Linked DNA regions of Anser cygnoides: region 1 is linked to region 2. The links are chromatin contacts, called in public Hi-C maps. All regions are on one chromosome and are shown on one strand. Each heading gives the region's core, a stretch centred on a gene start, on an enhancer-like site or on the middle of the called end of the contact. The rest is flanking DNA. Distances are from core to core; before and after follow the strand shown. Region 1 holds the start of RBM26 (RNA binding motif protein 26). Region 2 holds the start of SPRY2 (sprouty RTK signaling antagonist 2).

The links. A called contact is a pair of places that touch in the nucleus more often than the background predicts.
Region 1: a contact with region 2 is called in a Hi-C map of liver, with 2.2 times the contacts expected there. The contact joins the promoter of RBM26 here to the promoter of SPRY2 in region 2. A contact is called at or near these places in 3 of 7 Hi-C or Micro-C datasets (granulosa cells and liver).

What each region holds. Positions count from the first base shown.
Region 1 is chr1:165,895,647-165,899,652 of Taihu_goose_T2T_genome, reverse strand. RBM26 (RNA binding motif protein 26) reads right to left here and starts at 1,288. Exons shown (of 25, transcript XM_066987181.1): 1 at 765-1,288. The coding sequence starts at 835.
Region 2 is chr1:165,445,506-165,449,339 of Taihu_goose_T2T_genome, reverse strand. It overlaps SPRY2 (sprouty RTK signaling antagonist 2), which reads right to left and starts at 2,210. Exons shown (of 2, transcript XM_013193689.3): 1 at 1,238-2,210.

The sequences.
Region 1 (4,006 bases), core at 39-2,538, 450 kb before region 2:
ACACTATACTTCCAGAAGATGAAACCTTTTAAACTGAGTTAAGGTATTGATGCTATTAAAACATCATCCAGAGAAGGAAGATGTGTACTACACGGATTATTTGTAGCAGAGCCCTAATTACTCACGTGGATGTTATGTTCAGAGGCCCAGCAGGTACTCACAAATAGGCAAATTATTCTCTGGGGCTCCTACTCCCAAGAGCTCTTCAGAACTGATGCAACAGGGAGGGAAACACCAGAGTGTCAAATATTCAAAACGACTATGAACGATGGGTGAAAAGTGTTAGGGGGCAGACCCCAGAAACGCAAAATATCTATACTAGAAGACATGAGCCCTCTCAGAGAAGGTCACCGCACAGGGTGGCAGGCCGTGGCCATTACCCCGGCCTCTCCGGGGGGAGCTGCGCGGGCTGCACACGCGTTACCTCCCGCTTACTCCAGGCTACAAAGGGAGCGAGCACGGGCGCTGCCGATGAACGTGGTCGCTAGGGGGAGAAGCTGCATCCTTAGGAAAAAGACGGTCCTACCTACCTACCTCCCAGCCGAGGACGGTGCCGGGAGAAGCGGGGGCACGGCACAGCCCCAGGCCCCCACGGAGGGGGAAAAGGGGCGGCGGGGAAGGGGGGCAGCAGGAGGTCACCTCCTGGGGTGCTCTCCCCTCCCCTGAGGATCCCCGTTTTTTTTCCAAAGGAGGATTTTATTTGGGGGGGGGGGGGGGGGGGTAGGATGGGGGCGAGAGAGAGGGTAAGGGTCGCGGCTACTCACATGGGCTCCAAGGTTTTGCTGAGCCAGGATTTCAGCGCCTCGAAGTTTTCTATGATCATTTTAACCACCATCCAGAGCGGCCCGGGCCCCCCGTCTCCCCGGCAGCAGCAGCACCACCACCACCACGGACAAACAACGAGGGCGGCGGGTCCCGTGCCGTCCCACCGGCCGGGACCCCGGCTGCCGCCGCGCCTCCCCCCTCGCCCCCCGAGGCCGAACCCGGTCCCGAGGCCGCCTCTCCCGGTTCGGCAGGGGCCCGAGGCCCAGCGCCACGAAGGGGGCGGAACCAGCCGAGCGGCGGCGGTTGCTCCCCGCTGCTTCGCCGGCAACCGCGGCCCGGCGGCCCCGCGGATCCCTTCCCCTTTTTCTTCCCCTTCCTCCTCCTCCTCCTCCTCCTCCTCTTCCTCCTCGGAGGCGGCCGGCGGGCACGACGAGCCCCGAAACGCGCCGCGCCCCCCACCCCCCCGCGCCCCTCAGCCGCAGAGCGAGGCGGAACGATGGAACGAGCAGGTAAGATGGCGGCGCGGCGCTGTCGCGAGGAGAACGGGTCTCGCGAGGGCTGGGCGGCGCGCGGGGACGGGCGGGAGGCGGGGCGAGGCCGCCGCGCAGGGCCCGTCCGTCAACGCGGCCCCCGGGCCTGGCCCCTCGTGTCGCCGCCCGGGGGGGGAAGCGGCTCGGGAGCGATGGCGCTGTCAGGGCGACCTGGGGAAGAAGGAAGAGAGGAGTTCGGTTCTCGCTCCCCCGTGGCAGAAAATTTCATAAGTGTTTACAGCTGGAAAATTAAAAAAAAAAAAAAAAAGTAAAAATGTCTTTAAAAAAATAAAGTTCTCAGCATTTTTCTGACCAGATCTTCATATCCCATGTTTTTATATTGGTTAGAGTAGAAATTTGTTAAAAAAAAAAAAAGTTCTCAGCATTTTCCTCACCATCACATTCCGTGTTTTTATTACTGTTCAAAACCTCAAGGGAGGGAGAGAGGTATTTTACACCCACCGGTGTACATCTCCTGGATAAAAACACCAGCGTGGTCATAGAATCATTAGAGTTGGAAAAGTCCTCCAAGATCATCTGGTCCAACCACCCCCCTACCACCAATGTCACTCACTATACCATGTCACTAAGTATCGCATCCAGCCTTTCCTTAAACACCCCCAGGGACGGTGACACCACCACCTCCCGATCACAGTGTAAACCCTGCCATGACATGTGGCACTGCTCTTGGGAGCACAATCCCAGCAAACACACATATTGACCTCAAGATGGAGGTTATCCATAGGGTTCAGGCCTAGCAAGGCACGTTAAACCTCTGCTCCATCTCCCCAGCCTCAGGCTCATCGGTTGGGCCCACAAGGGGACACAACAGCACTATGGGGTCATCCTGTGAGACATCTGAAATAGCAATACACGCTACGTATGCTTTTTTTCTGTACCACACATTGACTGAGTAGTAAATGATAATGCCTGATACGACATTTCCTTCCTAGATTCATTAGACTTCTGAAAGGTTGGCATCTCCCCTAAGGTCCTAAGAGGGGTATTTCATATAGTTGATAAACAAAGGCAGATATCCGAGGAAATCATTCACTCTACCTGTCTGAGGACAGAAAGGATGACTCTCGAGCTGCCTTCCTGTTTGTCTCAGGTTTAGAGAGACTTTGGGTAACCAGACTAGATTAGACAGCAACCCTGGTCGTGACCAATCTGTCAATTCATCAGTGTCATAATGTTCTATCTCTGTCACGTGAAGTCAGGATAATAGCAAAAGTAGTCCTGGAGAGCACCGGTGATGGCAAGATGTGTTTGGACAGATGAAGAATGCCTGTCTGTTTTCCTGGTTTGGGAACTCCTTCAAGATTTGCTGCTATCTTCACCCTGTCGATGGCAACCCACCACAGACTGTTGGTACTTATTTCCCCTTGAAAAACCTCAACTTTACCTCTCTGCATCTCTAACAGAGTACAGTTTGTAGACTATTATGATCCTTATTCACGATTTTTCATGCTGCTGAGAAGAACTTCACCTCTGCAGCGAAAGTGTTAAGAAGTCTGGTATCTGGTATCCATGATAGCTAAATAAGAGTTGGAGGAGAATATGGCAGCTGCGTATAATTATTTGTACTTCGACTGTCATCTTCAAAATTTGTTTCAAAACTAGGAAGTCTAGCAAGCCAACCAAATAAACTGCTAGCTCAGTGGATACTTCTGTGATGACTTTCCAATTACAAGATACACTCTAATTTCCTTGCATAGTGGAGAGTGAGCAGCACATCCGGTCAGTAGACAGAAAGATACCAGCGCCTGATATTCCCTGGAGGCTGTTTTTTACACATGTAAAAGGACCTTGGCTCACAATCACCAACTTGTAAGTAAATTCCCCCGAACATATAAAAAGGGCCACTAAGCTTGGGATTCTGATCTGTCTTTGAAGGGACAGGCACATAGAAATTAGGCATTGTGATAAGAATCTAAATTTGTTTTTGGATCTGGCCCTTAATCCTTTGCAAAAACCATCGTCTAGTGGAAATAACTCAGGCAAACACTGTCAGTCTGCTTCACTCTCATCTTTTTAATGATCTCTGATCCTCGAATATACAACAGCCAGCAAGAAAACACATCCTCAGAGTCTTCTCCTCATAAAATGTTTGGATATAAGCATGGTAGTAACTTTTCTGTGATTGATGCCTCATTTTCTAAACTGCTGTTCAGAAGCACAGGACTGTAAGTAAATGAAATTTGTTATCCACAAAAGTATTTCACAAGCACATTTTATGCACTGCATAAGACTTGTCTTCATGTGGTAATTTATGGACATTAGTGTGTTGATATAAGCATGGTATTATCACCCTTCTGTGGCAATATCAAGGGTAGCTATAATAAATAATTATAGCTGCTAAGATTCCCTGTTCCAGAGTTTGCAGAATAAATCTTAAAGGCCCTATAAAGATTTAGATCCAGTATATTCTGAAGTGACCACAATGTTCTGTAGCATTTTTGAGGCAATCTTTATTTAACTTCATGGCAGAAATTAGAGGAGTGCAAAGTGAAAAAAGTATTTATTACATCTGAGAAAAAAATATCCCCTGTAATATAAGGTGGTTTCTATACATAAAGTGGTTTCTATTTAAGACACAACATCTTAAGGTGTATCTTAACTATAACTATTTCTTGATAGTTTAAAAAAATACAAAATAAGGAATAGTCTTTGTTTTGCTAAAACTTTAGTCATACATGAAATCAGCAATT
Region 2 (3,834 bases), core at 961-3,460:
CAGAGCTCAAGTGCCATGATTGCTAACTTTTCCTAGCTGGGATTTTCAAAAGAGCGAGCGGGGGGCCGGGTTTCGTGCTCGCACGTTTGGGGAACTGCGATGCGCAAGGGGCTTCTTGCGTGCTGTGGAAAAAACCCGTGTCTCGCTGGCTGGGGGAAGGCGAGCCTAAGGGGAAAAAGTCCTCTGCCCATGAATTTCTGTTTTGTGTCCGGAGCCTATGCAAGGCACCCCCACCCCCATCCCCACCGCACACACACCAACCACCTCCTCTTCTTTCAAAGTGCTTTGAAACCCCCATTAAGGGCCGAGTGTGTGATCGGACTATGGATTAGGGCAAAAGGGACTTTACCATCGGGGTGGGGCAAACTGACACACAAATAACTTGCAGAAAACACCAGCAGGTTTTTTTTTTTTTTGGTGTGGGGGCTGCTGCACAGTAAACCCGCCAAACGGTTAAAAAAAATAAAAAAAATAAAAAATTAAGGCTTTCCTACCCCTCCACACATGCATTCTGCACAGTGGAACCTGGGGGGAGAAGTTTCCCCGTCTTCTGGATCGAATTAATTTCATCACACGAGAAATATACATGTACACACACACACATATTTATCCCAGGCGTGCACTCACTTCCGAATTGCACGGATCTCCCGACGCCACGACAAGACGGGCGTAAATCACGCACTGGAAGGCGGGGGTGCTCGTTCTCCCCCGGGCCGGGGAGCACAAGCAGCTCCTGCCCTCGCCACCCCCGCCGCGCCCTTCCTTCACACCCCCGGGGGCTCGTCGGAAGCCCACGCGTGCCCGGCGGGGCTGGGGCGCTCAGGACAGCCCGTGCCCTGCTCCCCGCAGCAGGGAGATCGCGCCGCAGCCCCCCGCCTCCCCTCGCAGCCCCCGCTGCCACTGCCTGCACCCCCCGCGCAGCCCCGCGCCCCCCGCGCAGCTTTCCGCCCCCCGCGGCACCCCGGCGGGGCGCAAACACGGCGCAGCCCGCAAAACCCCAGCGGAGCTCCCCCCTCGAGAGAAACCGCTCCGAAATCCCACCTCCAGCTCCTCTCTGGGAAAGGAAGGAGAGGGGAAGGGGGGAGAGGGAGAACCTGTGCGAATGGAAAAGGGATCGGCCTCAAACATTTCCACGAGTTTTCTTGGAGCAACCGGGGGGCGGGGGGGGGGGGGGGGGGGGGGGGGGGGGGGGGTGTTACTGAAAAGCTTGTTTTGCAAAGAAGGAAAAGGCTCTCACCGTGATCGCGGCGCTGCACCAAACCCCTCTCTCTCTTGTATTTTCTTCTTCCTGCGGTTTGCAAATAAATCCAGCCCTAAAGCAAAAAAAATTCTTTTCCAAACTCTGCTTTAGTCCAACTTGCAAATTAGAGTAAGAATGATCACCATGTAAAAAGTCCAGAGCAAAGTTAGGTCCCTCTCCCCAGATCGATTATAAATACGTGTGTGCGCGTATATACTATAATAATAATAAAAACACCTCTCCGGATCTGGGTGGGTTTTCTTTGCTCCTAAAAAGAAATCACTCTCACACACACTTTCCCTTTTTTTCGTCAATGAACAGGAGGCCGAATCGCCAATACCAAGTCACTTTTTTGTTGTTGTTGCCAATGATCGAGAGGAAGGGGAAAGCCAAAGAAAACAAAATAAAGTGGATCTAAAATAAAATCCCAAAGCTTTCTTCCACTGAGCTCCTCCAAAAAAGCAGCTTGTGCAATGTAGCCGTTCTGCTCAGAGGCTGCTCGTTGCAAGCTCCTCTCTCCTCTCTCCCTCTAGGTTTCTCGCTCCCTCTGCGAGCGTGTGTTGCAGGCAGCGCTGTGGTTTGCAATCGGGGGGGGGTGTTTTGGGAGCGCAGCGGATTTGTGGTGGTGGTTGTTGTGTGTTTGGAGAAGGAGGAGGAGGAAGATTTGAGATCTGAGCTGTAGGGGCTCGGCGTTTTTCTGCTCGCTCGCTCTCCCCCTCTCTCTCTTTTTCTTTCCGGAGGAGGTAGGGTGATCTCTCTGCAAAAGCAGCAGTAAATGGCGTCATGTGGATCTGAGGAGGAACAGAGCAGTTGTTGTCCCAGAGGATATATCGCATCCGGTCCCAGCTCATTGGCTCTGCGGGGCTACATTCACTGGCGCTCCCAGCGCACTGCCAGCACTCCGAGCTGCGGGAGGCATTCAAAAGGGCAGTGCCGCCGCCACCAGCACCAGCTCTGCTACCACCAGCACCACTGCCACCAGCGCCCCAGCCCTATTTCCGTCCCGCAGCCCCGCTCCTGGGGTCCCGCCGTCGTCCGGCTCTACCGGAGGCTGCTCCGTGCACGCTCGCACGGTGCTCGGGGCTGCTTTTGTGCTCGCGTGTGTTTATTCAGAGGCAGGCAGCGCTCGCTTTGCAGGGCGGCCCAGGGGACCTGGCTTCTCCCGGGCAAGGAGACCCGTTCCCAGGTGCTCCCCGTCCCCCACTCCTTTCCCCCCCCCCCCCCCCCCCCCCCCCCCCACCTCGGTGGAATAAAACTTTAACTTTCTGCTTCCCCCCCCAACACCACCCCTTCCTTTTCAGCAACCAGCCCCTGGCCAAGCTGGGGAGAAGGAAGAAGGGCTGCATATTCCCCGGGGCGTTGTGCCGGGTCTGAAAACGCCGGGGTGCAGAGAGGGGCCCCGGGCTCCGCAAGGGCGGGGGTTGTCGGGGGGGGGGAAAGCAGCAAATCCCCCGCAGGGCGTGCGGCGGGGGCCCGGGCCAGGCTGCTGACAGCGAGCCGCGGTGCTTTCCGTGCCCCGGGCGGCCGGGGTGTGGTGGGGGTGGGGGGGATTTTATTTTATTTATTTTTATTTTATTTATTTTCTATTATTTATGCTATTATTTATTTATTTATTTAACTTTATTTCATTTCGTTTTACTTTATTTCCTTTTACTTTGCTTATTTAGTTTGCTTAAAAAAAAAAAAAAAAAGGAAAGAAAGAAACAGCTTGGTTGCTGTTGTTTTAGTTAATGCCCATTCGCCTGTGGGAGCAGCACCCAAAAGTGACTGTTCGTCTTCTGGGCGTCCCCTGCCACGGTCCCCTTTGGGCGAGCTGCAATCACTGTCGGGGCCACTGTCGCTGGGCCCAGGCATCTTGCTCCTACATGTATCTTTAAGCGCGCAAAGCAGCGTATCCACGTAGGCATTCACAGAGTGCTAATATGCCCGTATCACGTGTGGCCCTGCTTAAAATATACACGGCGTGCAGAGCAGTAATGCATTGCATTATTTACATGAGCTACTCTCGGTGCAAAAAACCCCAACAGCCCTTTTTAAAATACTGGAGGCAATTTGCAGGCACTTCCTCTTCTACACCTGCTAGTCACCACTTTTTGAACGAGGTGGTCGTTATTAATAAAAATAGAAGAAGAAGAAAAAAAAAAGGCAGTGTGATACACTGACGGCCTTCAAGTTTTCATAATTTTCTAGGTGGATACCCATTCGTCCGCAGTAACACTGTGCAGCTACATGTTATTTTTCCTAGTCACTTGACGGGAGGATGCACCGGGTTGCAGAGGTCCACATTTCTCCCACGGGGACTTCACCAGCAGCACAAGGCTGCTGCCCAGGCTCGGATGTTGCCCCCGTCCCATCCCCACCCTCCTCACCCCGGGGGAGCCGCGGATGGAGCCCCTCTGCCAGAGCCCTGAGGAGCTCAGGATCGCTTTTAGGGAGGGCTCCCCGACAGAGGGAGTGCAGGGGTGGGTGGAAGGAGGGGGAGGACAGACACGCAGAGCCCCCCGTGGGCGCCCTGGGCCCTGAATGCTCTGCAGTGCGTGATCAGCAGGATCCTCAGAGTTGGGGGTGCTGGGGGACGGGGTGTTGGGGGGTGT